Regions from separate parts of the Zea mays genome. Here region 1 is linked to region 2. A link is a contact called in public Hi-C data. All regions are on one chromosome and are shown on one strand. Each heading gives the region's core, a stretch centred on a gene start, on an enhancer-like site or on the middle of the called end of the contact. The rest is flanking DNA. Distances are from core to core; before and after follow the strand shown.

Region 1 (6,803 bases), core at 2,102-4,601, 780 kb after region 2:
AATGTATTTTTGGTCCTCCCTTATGATGATTGAAGTTTTTCCTTTGGAATCCACTTCCTCTGTGTTAAAGTGTATAAGTGGATTGCCTACCTTCTCCCAATTGCTTAAGTATTTGGGTTGAACTGGTTAGTGCGTCTGATATCAAAGCCAGATGTCTCGAGTTCAAATCCTGACATATGCTTTATTTGTACCTCCACCCCTTTATTTCCACATTTGTGTCTTTCTCTCCGGCTACATGTGAGTGGGAGTGTATAAGTGGATTGTCTACCTTCTCCCAATAGCTTAAGCTTTTGGGTTGAACTAGTTAGTGCATCCACTCTAACACTTTGATGTGTTGGTTCTAGATTTGTGCACATGAGTTAAGAAAGTAGATCACATTCATTTGTGAGACTGGTAGCATTTATTAATTTGGAACAAGGAAGAGAAGGGTAAGTATACATAGAATGACCTACATTTGGAGAAAATTTGAGAAGTCTAAAGAGACCAAAATTTGGAATCTGGGGAGTAACTGTTGCCCATATTTGATTCCAATATGGTATGAGAGCTAGGGTTAAGGGGGAGCGAGATCGCTGGCCAGGGGCCTTTGCCCACGGGTGAGCAAGAAGAAGGATTTTTTTGTTAACTCCTGCTTAATTCAATCAATAACAACATAATACACCTGGCATTACATAGCCTGGCCCTCGTACATGATGAACTAACAAACCAAGCAGGAAACTAGCAATCTTGTCTAACTAACCTGATCTGCCAACTTAGCAGTTAAGAAACTAAACAAACTAATGCAGGTAGATGGGTTATCCTGGAACCCTGGATGCCAAGCTAGCAGCACCCATGCCTGCGTCCATAACACTTCATCCCGCCTTGATAAGCAGCTTGCCCTCATCAAGAGGCAGCAACTTACCAGCATGGCAACAAGAGGCACGGCACGACGTAACAAAAGGCATCGGTCTCGACATCATCTCAGAATAAGCTTAAGATCTTGTTAGAGACTTGTTACCTATTTCCCAGCAGATTAGTTGGCTTGTTATCTCATTTTGGTAGGCCTCTAGATTTGGATATAATGCCTGAACAATTGTTATGTTACAAAGCACAGCGCCGCTGCAACACTGATAAATGCCAACTGGAATGGTAGATGAACTCTTCAAGAAACAGGTGGACATATTCCATGAGTTTATTGAGTTGTGATTTTGGTTTTGGGAGTCAAAACATCACAGGTCAAATAAGCAGATCTATGGCAACCGAAGAATGAACACATCTTATACATTGAGTTATTAATAGATACACATTTTACAATGTGTTAAATAAAACCCCAAAGATCGATAATATGATAAAATCACAGCCATGCTTACTTATTTAAACAAAATACGCCACCAACATCACGAACAATTCAGCACATCAAGCGACTTCAGTGCCCTCAGTGGTCATTGTTGAGCCTCCTGCAGTTCTTCCTGATCTCACCTTGTGACCCTGTCAGTGGCGAGATGTTGCCCATATTCACCATAGACTGTGCAAAGTGCTGGAAGAAGAGATTGACATCAGCAGCATATGCCTTCACGAGGGCCGCTGTCTCAGCGCTCTTGGTTAACAGAATCTCATCAGAGCTTAGAAGGCCCTTGCCGGCCAGGAGGTTCTTGTAGTAAAAATTGTCAAACTTGGCAGGGGTGATGAAGTCCAAGGGGAAGAGGTTGTTGTCACCACCAGAGCGGGGGCATCCCTGCCTCAGCTTTGCGGCGTAGGATACATCCAGTGTGCTGTCAGCCATGCCATTGCCTGTCTGGTTGTATAGCCTCTGCCGGAAACTAGTGCACCGAGACATACCAATGGTGTGACCACCTGTATTCACACATGATATTGTATCCATGCGTAATATGAGTGTGCGCTAAGTTGGTGAATAACGAAGGACAGATGTTACTAATAAATACAAGAAAAATCACCTGAGAGGGCGACAACATCAACAACATTGAGGCCCTGGCGCTTGAACTTGGTGATGATAGTGGGGAGTGTGTTGTTGGGGGCTGGGATGTCATTGTTGGAGCCCTGGATGCTTGCACCGAGCGAGTCTCTCCGGCCAAGTGGCACGTCCCAGTATGGTCCACCAACCTACGGTTTAGAGCTCAGAAAATATCTAAGTTTGCCAAAGCTATCACTATATATATATATATACACTCACAAATATCATGTCTGTTCCTTGAGGTTGGAAAGGATTGTCGATAGTGGAAGTGTGGAACATACCAGGGCGGTGGAATCACGAGCCGCAAGGGCAACAATGTCGGCACAGGAGACTGTGCCTGGGCAGGCAGCCTCAAGAGCAGCCTTAATCTGGTCGATCACCTCAAACCCCCTGAGGGAGTTCCTGTTCGGGTTGGACCCTTTCTCACTAACTATGCTGCTGCTGTTGTCCAACAGCACCGAAGCATCGCAGCCCTACACATGTAACAGTGTTGTAAATGATTGGTAATTACTAGCCACGTGGAATAGTTTAGAGTTTAAGCACACACTACAGGGTAGTGGTGACAGTAGATTACAGAGCACATGCGTTGCACTGAGAGCTCCAATCATTGCGCACTAGAGTTAAGTAAACATCTTCTCGAGTGGCTCAAAAAAAGGACATCTTATACAGCACTCAAAAAAGGAGAACAATAGAGTAAATTAATCATAGTACTGGCTCAATCATGTCACCGGGACATTAGGGCTGGCATGGGCAATGGTAGGCTTTCTCATCAATCAATAGTAACTAAAGAAGTTAGCCAAAATAATATAGATTCTCCCATGCTACCTTTTCTAATACTTAGGCATGCTAGCACAAGTGCATTTCAAGTTATTGGTCTGATACAGCCAAAGCTAGTAATGGGTTCATCCGTTTATCTTTGCCTTTCATATTCGCTTGCAACACCTTCATATGGATTACTCATAATCTTATTGCACCAACATATAGTTAAAAGACTTGAAGTACAAAACTTGTGTCGCTAACTTGTTATATTGTACTGCAGTATCAAGCTTTATAGTTTGTCAGAGCATGTAATATAAAGAACATAACAGAGGAAGCAGAATTGAACCTTGACAAAGCAGTCATGGAAATGCAGTCTGACCAAAGATGCCGCCATCCTGGTCTCCTTGGCCACAGCCTGTGCCACAATGGACTGCACAATCTCCTTCGCCTTGGGGCACGAATGGTCATAGAACTGTGGGAACAAGCCACCCCATGGGTGGCCAAGGACGGCACTGGGAAGGAGAGAAGAAACAAGGCAGAGCAAGACGAGACAACCCATGGAAGTTGCCATGTGAGTTACCTTCGCTGTATTATGTTATACGAGAAGAGTGTTGCTGGTTGATTGTTTCTTCTCCTCTTGTGGATGGTTTCATAAGATGGGCATATGGTGGTATATATAGCTGCAGGAAGTGGGTGTAGTGCATGTAAGGAAAGGAGAGTTGGTTTGGAGCAGGGGACGGTGGGGTCAGATGCAGCAGTCAGCCGGGTTGTTAGGGTGATGCGTATAGTATAAGGTAGCTAGCAAGAACTGTAGCAACTGCTATAGTAATCCCATCAAGTTACAATTCAGCTCTTACGTTCTTTGTAGCGGTTTGGTGCTTCAGTTTTAGCTCAAAGTGACAGATTAAAATTTTGGTCCTGGACAAGCGTAGGTGGAGTGAAAACAGCTCTGCCACTTATTAAACAGCAAGCACTGCTACATTTTTCTTCAAGGGCTGGAATAATGTGAAGGAGTGAAACTAAAATGACGAACCTATGATTAATTGATGATTATGCTGCTCATATATGCACATGCATTATGCAACTTGCCTGTTGAACAAAACTGCCTAAAGAGTAGAAGAACATCATGCAATTTTATTGTGAACAATCGCATTATGTAACAGCATCATATCCTGGATCTGGAGTCGTCCAGGAATGGACTTAAACTACCATAACAGGACAGGTGTCGCTTTACAGTAGATGAGTCATTGTTCTAACTTTATCCTAGATGTATCAAGTTTGTGCTAGGCCCCACCCATAACAAAGTAGTGATATACTGATATATTTGTCGAACCATATTTAAACCTTACGCAGCACATGACAATATAGCATACACTGTCTGAACTCAAGTAACCAAAGTACAAAAAGGCCAGCGAAAAGTGAGATTTTGCTTCTGAAATAATCCAACTACTTTTGTTATACTTAAGTGTCGTTATCTGCAGGGAAGGGAGGGTTGTGTCGAGCATGGATTCGTATCCCTGTCTTTGGGGACAAAAGTGTATACGAATGATGCTACAGCGGCACGCCTTTTTTTCGCACAAGCTTCATATGTATAGGTAACGTCTAAGATTTATCGCTCGTCTCGTGGTTTCACACCTTAAAGTTTGCTATATCAGCGTAGTGATCAATACGAAAGATGGATGATTCATCAAACGGCCGGAGCGCGTGCGTGCCTAAAACATGACTGGCTTCTGCTGTCCAATGCAGGAAACCTATAGCCGGTCCTGCAGCCAACACACACGCATGCTTCCGATCAGGTCAAACGCGGGGTGTGATGTACCAACGCCCAGTACACGGCGCGTCGTGATGATTCGCGTTAGGTGCTTGTGTTTGCATGGCCTACATTCATGTCAGCACGACCGGGTTCCTCGAAGGAGGCGTTGGTTGGAAAGCTTCCACACTGACATGACTACTGGTACCCGTAGGAGCTGCTTACATTTGTTCTTCTGCACACCACATAGTGAGTGGCCGTTTCTTGAAGGAAACATCGATCGGCGTTGGTTGCTACTGTTAAATAAACATAAAGGAGGCCATGCTGAAAATAAGGAAGTATTGTGAGATTATTTATACGACGTCATATCATAACGCAGTTAGCAGAGGAAGAAACAGCAGAGAGAAGAGCTCATGGAGAACGTGAGCTATAGTGGCGTACAACAGTGGTTTTCTATCTATGTATATCATTGGCTAGACAAATACTGTACCTCTGTATTGCGATGTTTGTCCAGTACTCCAGTCTACACACCCAGCAGGCTAGCAGGCATAAACGTCTAGCGAGTTTTTACGTGCTTGGATCATTACTGTATTCATATGCCGTATATCATTAGCCACCTTGGTACATGAACAGGGATAACATTATGAAATGGGGCAGGTGCTGAGCTTACTGATAGGTCACTATACATTTCGACCAAACATGATTGGTTCCTGCATAGCATTATTCCATCCGGTTCTTACATACATAGGTAAAAGCGCAAATATTATAAACATAGCCCTAGCAACTAACTAGAGCCTATCACATGCCTCAAAAAGAGAAAGCAAACTTTAGCATCCCTACTACTCTCACCCAGGGGCCAGGGGGAGACAAAAAGCGACATGTGCAAGACAGCCCAGTACCTGCTCTTGACTTTTGAGGCGCCGGATTTGTTTAGCCTGTTCGTTCATTTGGATTTAATCTTTACCGGCTTCTAATACTTCTACGGTGTTTTTATCTCTATGAATTATATCCGCAGCAGTCCAAACAACCCGTTTTAATCCGAAAATTTATTTTCCTACTGTTCCTCATTTTACTCCTATACAAGTTCAACCGCAATCACACGCTTCCACATCACTTTCCAAGTTAAACAACACTGCTCTTTCTAATACAGCTGAGGAATAATTTACCAATGATTTCGTGAGTCAGATAAAGCTGGCATGAATAATTAAACGGCACGATTATATAACTGATCAGAGAGCTGATTTATGCATTATATTTTACGTTGCATCCACCAACCCTGATGCGGTGGCCAGATTTTGAGCATCCTTTCATATGGGTTCGCTGGTGATTTGCAATCAAGAACCAATTAAGAAAGAGGTTTTAGGAGGCAAAAATTATTATTTTTTAATTGCCACGCGTGGTCGTCCAGGATAACTTAGGTTAACGCTATTACTTTTACTGGGTCGGATCTTACCGTTGCTTTGTCCGTTCATGGATTGATGTGTACCATACCTTGTGACGCCTAGAAGATTCCCAATTAATATATCAATCCACCTGAGTAGAACTAGAGAACTCTCTTAGCATAGGAGGCTAGAAAGTTTAAGCTAACAACAACGGATTAGACATAATTAATTAAACTAAGTTTGTCGTGCTAGAGATCTTACCGTTGTTATGATAGCTGGTCGTGCAAGGCAGAACTACAAGCAGACCGCTGCTTTGTTGACTGATTGTCAGCAACCCAGAATACTGGTATACTGATGGATCTTACAGAAATAGAGAAAATGGAGAGGTAGGAACGAAGAAGAACAGTAAGTGGAGAAGTAGAGACTTGGAGAGGAAGATGAACGAAGGTTCAGAGTGCAGATTACAAAAGACTGGTAATTTCTCTCCCTCCTTCCGACTGCCCTCGTCCACTACTTAAGGTGTACTCCTATTACAAGGCCGAAGCCTATCAGACAGCCCATTCGGAACCCATGACTCGAACAATTGGTTTGCGTAGACGCCGGCCCATCTTCCTTCCAGCTTACCCCAAATGGCAGTGTACTAACATTCCCCTCTCCTTGAGATGCAGCTTGCCCTCAAGCTGTTGTGTGTATCACCACCGGGATCCCAAATCATGACAAAGAAATTGTCGTGGCTCACGAGCAATAGTACTGAGACACACCTTGACGCTTTTGGCCAGGTCCCTGTATTCTTGTTCTTTAGGTAAGGCAACATTGTTGGCTTCAGTAGTAAAGGGAAGATCCAGCTTGTCAATGATATAAAAGTTGTTGTAGCAGTTTCCCAGACAAAACGCTTATCTTGTGAAGCCGTCAGAAGCAGCTGTTGTACTAGCGATGGATCGATTGAGTGAACCATTAAGGCACC
Region 2 (7,286 bases), core at 4,079-6,578:
GATACATGATAATTGCAAGCATCAAAATCAAAGTCCTTACACCTAGTGCAAATTGAAACATGCTCTAGAGATGAACTAACAACATTACATTCATTCAACTTTTCTATCCTAGCATTCAAATCATCATTTGCAATCTTAAGGCTAGAAATAGATGAATGACAAGAAGATAACTCAGTGGATAGCAATTCATTCTTCTTTACTTCTAAAGTAAGGGATTTTTCCACTTCTATAACTTCAACCACTAACATGAGGTTTTTGCTTGAGATATTGAGCAGTTTAGAGAAATGCCATGACCAACTTTGTATGATCAATGAAATATTTGAGGACCTCCATATTTTAATAGTGGAGAGGTATGGGCTAAAATCATCCTATCATATGACTACATATGATAGCCTTACCATGTTTTTATTTACTTGTGCTAGAACTTAGTCAGGTCAAAAAAATTCAAAGTCGGTCCGGCATTCAGGTGAGACAATTACTAGGAAATTAGATGAGGTCCTTAACTCTTTGATGGCTATGGCAAAGGATTTCATTATACTTAAAGATCCCAATTTTGAGATGATAGACAAACCTATCCATATTTTAAGGATTGCATTGGTGCTCTATATGATACACATATTCAAGTTTCTCTTCTACTCGACAAGTAAGTGAGGTATATTTAGAAAATAGGATAGTCAATCAAATGTCTTAGCAGTTTGTGATTTTAACATGCGATTCATTTGTGTATTCATGGGTCAACTGAGAGCTATGCATGACGCAAATGTATTATTGCAATCAATATGGACAAAAAGTCTTCCCACATTCTCCACAATGTACTATAAATGAATAACTATTAGTCATTAGTCTCTTTTGTATGATAACAACTATTAAAATTTATTATTTTCACCATGTCTACACTAATATTACGTTGTTGATGCTTAATCGGCCCAACTATCCAGTAGTTTGTTGATGCTTAATGGACAAAAAAGTATTCCCACGTTGAAATATATCATATACTAGAGTGGCATAAAGGTATGTAACCTAAAACACCTAAGGAAAGAATCAATTGCATTCATTGTCATATTCAAAATTGAAAGAAACAGGTGACGCCTAAGAGGGGGTGAATTAGGACTTCTAAAACTTTCAATAAACTAGGCCACAAATAAATCCCTAGAGCAAAACATATGCAATTAATCAAACTAGAATGTGCAAAATAGGTTTTTTCTAAGTGTTGCTATCTCTACCGCAATGGCTAAGTTTCAATCTGCAACAATATAACTATAAACACAAGATTGAGACTTAAATGCTTAATATAAATGCGGAAGCGAACAAGGTAGAAATGCAAACTCTCGTGGATGACGCTGGTATTTTTACCAAGGTATCTGGAACCACGCAAGGTCCCGACTAATCCTCGTTGGTGCCCCTACGCAAAGTTGCCCATGCGAGGGCCAAGCACCTCGGTCGAGTAACTCCGTAGAGAGTCGCGGGCCTTCTCCACACGCAAGTGGTGCTTCGCTTCCGACTCCTCTCGGACGCTCCCCGCCGTCTCCACTATCGAGCTTCCGGCCAAAACACTGCGGGCCTCGTTCCCTCCGGTACACGGTGGCGACCGTGACACAAATGCGGTTGTCACGGTCTCGCAAGACTCTCGCCCCCACTCGGTACAATTACAACAGCTCGCGCAAGAGCCGACGGGTTGTGTGGTTTGTCTAAACTCACTCAACTAACTAGGATTCACCTAGAGCAAGCGCTAATGCGGTCTAACTAACCTAAGCACTTCGCAAAGCACCTACGCTAATCACCGAGTGATTCTATTAAGCACTTGGGTGTTTGAGCACTTGGAAATGTCTACAATATGCCTTGGTATGTTGCTTGGGCTCCCACTCCTTCAAATGGCTGGTTGGGTGAAATATATATAGGCCCCAACTCAACTAGCCGTTGAAAAGCAGACTGTTGTAAGGGTGGCACACCGGACAGTCCTGTCAGCCCACGGTGTGCCAACTGTGTGCCAACGGTGCACCAACTGTGTGCCACTGGTGAGCCAACTGTGTGCCAACGGTGTGCAGCCAACGGCTACTTCTGACACACCGGACAGTCCGGTGCACCAACAGTGTGCCAACGGTGAGCCAACTATGTGCCACCGGTGAGCCAACGACGTGCAGCCAACGACTAGTTCTGATAGCTAGCCGTTACGTGCACCGGACAGTGAATAGTGATTGTCCGGTGCACACCGGACAGTCTGATGCCTCCTCTCAGAATGGAAACTCTGTTGGCTGTCCTGTGCGCCAACTGTGTGCCACCGGTGAGCCAACTATGTGCCAACTGTGTGCAGCCAATGGCTAGTTCTGACAGCTAGCCGTTACGTGCACCAGACAGTGAACAATGATTGTTTGGACAGTTCGGTGCCTCCTCTCAGACATGGAGCAAATGGAAACTCTATTGGCTGTCCTGTGCGCCAACTGTGTGCCACCGGTGAACCAACTTTGTGCCACCAGTGAGCCAATTGTGTGCCACAGGTGAGCCAACTGTGTGCCACCAGTGCGCCAGCTGACATCCCATCTTCTAGGTCTTCTGTATTTTGTTCTTGGGCTCCTTTGGTCTTGAGTCTTGGAATTTTAAGCTCTTTTTATGTCTTCATTTGAGGTGTTGCATCCTCAGTGTCTTAGTCTAATCCTTTTCACATCCTGTGAACTATAAACATAAACACTAGCAAACACATTAGTCAATAGGTTATGTTGATCATCAAACACCAAAACCTATTGAGCCAAATGACCCGACGTCATTTTCCTTACAGAAATGTTATTAAGAGATTTTTTGGAGTGTTAAAGTTAAAGTGAAAAATTTTATACAAAATTCCTAATTATCCAATGTGGAATAAAAAAAGTATGGTTGTTGCTTGTATGGTCTTTCATAATTTTATTCATGAGTGTGGTAGTGAAGATTTAGACTTCGCTCCATCTCGATTGCGGTCCTTATTTTAGCTCTACAATACCAGAAAGGTATAATTGATATGCAATTATATTGAATAGTACTACTTTAAAAGTCAATGCCACCACTATGGATATATTTGGTGATGACTTGGCCATGACTCTTGCTCTTGCTTGAAATTAGCATGTAATAAAATACTACTCTTCATTTAATCTTTAGTTATTGCTATGCATGAATTATCATAATATTATTGAGATGTTGTCATAGATATGAGTTAATTAATTATCTATCCTACGTATCAAGATATTGCATTTGTGTTAAAAATATTCCATTTTTAGAATAAATCAGAACAAATATGCGTGCTATATGTATCAATCTAAGGGTAAAACATGTAGTTTCCATAGAAAACTTTCGTGGATATGAAGTTGATGTGTAGTAAAAACAATTTCCTCATAGACCTTGGGTAGATCTCATATATATGATGAGGCTGATCCATGGTGAATCTCATGTCTAGATTTACCTTTTTATATTAAGCTATTTTTAATAAAGTAGAGCTATTTTAGTGCATCATGACTCTAGAAATTGTGCTAAACACACTCATAATCTCTACAACAACCGCTAAGAGTGTATTTGGTCCAACTGTAGATTACTAAAAATCTAATTTTAGCCACGAGCCATGAGAAAAGCTACTACAAGCTAACAACTATGGAAAAGCTGGAATCTATTTGGTTGAAAAACTATTAACTATAGATTCTATAAGATGATAATAACTTGTCAATATGGCAGGAGAGACGTCGCCCAGGCCTCTTGAAAGAGATGATTCGGCAGCATATCATCATCGGCAATGGGGCGGTACGCATGCCACGGGGTCCTACTCCCACAACACTAGGTTCAAACATCGTGTCTGTAGCAATGTCCAATCCAATGCATACATAAGACCCTACACGAGTAACATATATGACGGTGACAACAACTAAAACGATAGATGTTGCATCATTGTCTTTTATGGGGATGTAGTCTTGCAGTCACAAAGCATCAAAGTGTAGGCTGGAGAGGTGTTGAAGCGGGCAACAACATATATGAACGAACAATGTGAATGTTGGGCGATGAGCAACGTTGAAATGTCGCTGAGAAAGAGGTACAACGGTTTAGGGACAAATAATCCATGTCATTAACCTCTAAGTCGGGCACAGAAACATACCATGTGTTTGGTTGCCTGTATTTGCTGGTGCTTGCATCGCAGGATGCAATAAGCTGGTGTTTGATTGTTATCAACCAGGCTCTACGCATGCGAGGTGTGTGTTTGGTTACCTGCGTACAGATGTGGAGTCAGACTCGCACGATACTTAAAGCATCTTGAGCCAGGCTCTGCAGACGCGAGCAAACTGTTCGCATCTCTGGAGCCAGGCTCCCGCCGACCTGGCTTATGCAGTCGGGCTACCGGGAGAAGCCAACCAAACATGTGGATAGTGTCGATTCTGGTCGCCGTTAGAAGGTGTTGTCAAGTAAGGGGTGTTTAAATACACTAGAGCTAATAGTTAGTAGTTAAAATTAGTTGGAGACATCTAAACACCCTAACTAATAGTTCAACTATTTTTAATAAATTAGTTAATAGTTAGTTAGCTAATTCAACTAGTAATTTTTTAGCCAACTAACTATTAGTTCTAGTGCATTTAAACACCCTCTAAGACTATCTCTAATACTTTACCAGTGGAGATCCCTATATTCTGCTGGACACAGGACATGTTCTAATAGCTGACCGACAAGTTGAGTGAGAATGTTTGAATAGAAAATAAAATGGTTCGATGTAATATTGGTAACTAGGTAATATTTTTAAAATTTAGATATAGAAATATGAAAAATATAGCATATAAAGAGATTCTAGATTAAACTAGCGATATATTTTTAGGAATTTATTTTGCTTTCGGACCTTTTATTTTTACTGAGATTCTAGATTTTTGATAGAAATAAGCGGTGTTTGAATGCACTAGAGCTAATAGTTAGTTGACTAAAAAGTTATTAGTGGAATTAGATAGCTAACAAATAGCCAGCTATCTATTAACTAATTTACTAAAATAGCTAATACTTAAACTATTAGCTACGTTGTTTGGATTTCTTCAACTAATTTTAGTCATTAACTATTAGATCTAGTACATTCAAATACTTTAAAAGAGTGTTTGAATGCACTAGAGCTAGCTAAAAATTGGTATTAGAATTAGCTAGCTAACAAATAGCTAGTTAACTAGTAGATAATTTATTAAAAATAGTTAGTAGCTAAAATATTAGCTAGAGTGCTTAGATGTTTCTAGCCAATTTTAGTCACTAACTATTAACTATACAACATTCAAACACTAAAAACCAACAAATAATTTTTTTGTTTGCCTTTAATTCGTAGCACACTGGATTGCATTCTGAACAGCTGTCGGAAGCTGTCTTTCCATGATCTAGGAGCCGTCGCCGTCGAGAGCTGAGGCGAAGCAACATAGAAGACGAGGGGGGAGTGCGACTCCTCGTGACTTGTGAGGGAGAGAAGCCATGGCGGAGATGGAGCCGAGCATCGGGAACCATATGGCCGAAGACCAACCGACTCCGGCCGCCTCCACTGTCGAGGAGGCCGCTATGGATGCAGATACCAGCGGCGAGCGGCGTAGCGCTGCCGCGTTGGTGGGCCTGCTCCGCGGGTTCCTCGCCGTGCAACAGCGCCGGGCCGAGGCCTACTCCACGCTACGAAGGTACCGCCGTCGTTTTCCGGTGCGGCCCAGCCGTCCCAGTTCTGAACTATGAACCCTAATGGTCATACAAAAGATTTCTGGTGACGTGTTAAAGACTCTGTAGTGCTGTAGGCCAGATTGTGCTGGACTCTAGTTCTGATATGATTCTGTAGCATTTTATTTTATTAGCCTTGAACGCGGTAGTCGATACAGTATAGGCCTGTTTCAAAGGTTCATCGGAAACAGTTCTGTTCCTGCCAAAATTGGGGAATTTCCAGCAAAAACATTAGATATCCATCCTGTGAGCAGCCCATCCCCGTCATGATGTCTCTGTCTGCTCTCCTGTCATCTCATCTAGTTATTTTTGGTGCTTCAGTTTATTGGTTTTTTGCATCCTGAAGTGATGTGTTTCTATGTTATGTTCGTAGTTTTAGGTTGTGTTGCTGGTGTGCAGTGTGGATTTGAGTTATACTTGTTGGGTGGTTAGAGTAATTATTTTCGTCTTACACCATAACTTTGGATTGTGATTGGAACATAGCTTTGAACTGTGGATCCTTGCACCATATATTAGGCTGTGTTTGGTTCAGCTTCTGGAAAGTGTTTCTAATGAGAAGCTGAAGCTCAACCAAATGTTTAGAACCTGAAACTGCTTTTCCAGAAGCAGTTCCTTTCGTGTAACTTAATTTTCACCGCTTCTTGGACCCTTATTTTGGCTTTCGACTTTCCCAAATAGGTGGAAATAGTGAGACTTTTAATATTTTATAGCTGTTTCGAGGGAAATGAAGAGACGGTGTAAGTTTTATAGTTGTTTCAACCAAAAAACAAAAAACTTACAATCTTTTGCCAACACATAGCTCACAACAACTTTTTTTATAGCTCACAAACAGACCTTTAGAATCTGTAATGTTTTAGTTAAGCTTCCTTTTCCCTTAAAATTCCCTATAGCGGATTGATAAAACTGAATTCCATGTTATAGGGGAGGGCTTCTATAGCAATTGAGAAAATCCATCCCCTTTACGTTCATGAGACCCACATGTCATTGCAACTCTCTTCTTTTATCTTCCTGTTCTCTCTTTCCTCTCCCTCCCATCTCTTTCAGTGCTTGCCCAAGGTGACAATGTGGCGACCCAAGTGCTCGTCTGCCTAGCGCGGTCTGGGCCCGCGTGCCCAGTGTGGCAGTGGTGTGGCGGTGTGGCCAACCCACACACTTGACTGCCCGAAGTGGTGTCGGCGGCATGGGGCCTGCGTGCTTCGTGCTTGGTGCACTGGTGTTGCGGTGGTGCTCCAGTCCTATCCTATGGACCCACAAGGCCACAATCTTAGTGACATGAGGAGGAAGAAAGGAGATTTTGAGAGGTTGAGAAAAAAATTAGGAAAGGGGATGTGTTGGAGCTTGTTTTTTTTGCTTCAATCCTTTTCATTGCTGGTTACAGGGAGAGGGGATTGTTTTGGTAAAGATTCTCTTAGGATTTAGGAAGTTTCTAGCATTGAACCCTCCAAAGTTGTTCATTGTGTATAATAGTAGGCCTAAAATTCTTCGGACATAAAAATAGATGTTTTGTGCAATTTTAAATGAGAACTTCGCCTACGTAGGAAGGTCAGATGCCATGTTAGCTTGGAATAAATTTTGAGATGGAAGGGACAGATGACAAGAAAGGTTCAATTGTT

Evidence for each region. A called contact is a pair of places that touch in the nucleus more often than the background predicts.
Region 1: a contact with region 2 is called in a Hi-C map of ear, with 2.8 times the contacts expected there. The contact joins the promoter of LOC100282124 here to the promoter of LOC100278893 in region 2. A contact is called at or near these places in 2 of 25 Hi-C or Micro-C datasets (ear and leaf).

Annotation. Positions count from the first base shown.
Region 1 is chr3:40,545,827-40,552,629 of Zm-B73-REFERENCE-NAM-5.0, forward strand. It overlaps LOC100282124 (peroxidase 72), which reads right to left and starts at 3,352. Exons shown (of 4, transcript NM_001155037.2): 1 at 3,054-3,352; 2 at 2,230-2,421; 3 at 1,932-2,097; 4 at 1,141-1,830. The coding sequence starts at 3,278. The coding sequence ends at 1,412. LOC103649988 (pentatricopeptide repeat-containing protein At5g57250, mitochondrial) reads left to right here. Exons shown (of 6, transcript XM_020550186.2): 5 at 2,988-4,302; 6 at 4,454-4,978.
Region 2 is chr3:39,765,481-39,772,766 of Zm-B73-REFERENCE-NAM-5.0, forward strand. LOC100278893 reads left to right here and starts at 5,329. Exons shown (of 4, transcript NM_001152022.1): 1 at 5,329-5,639. The coding sequence starts at 5,443.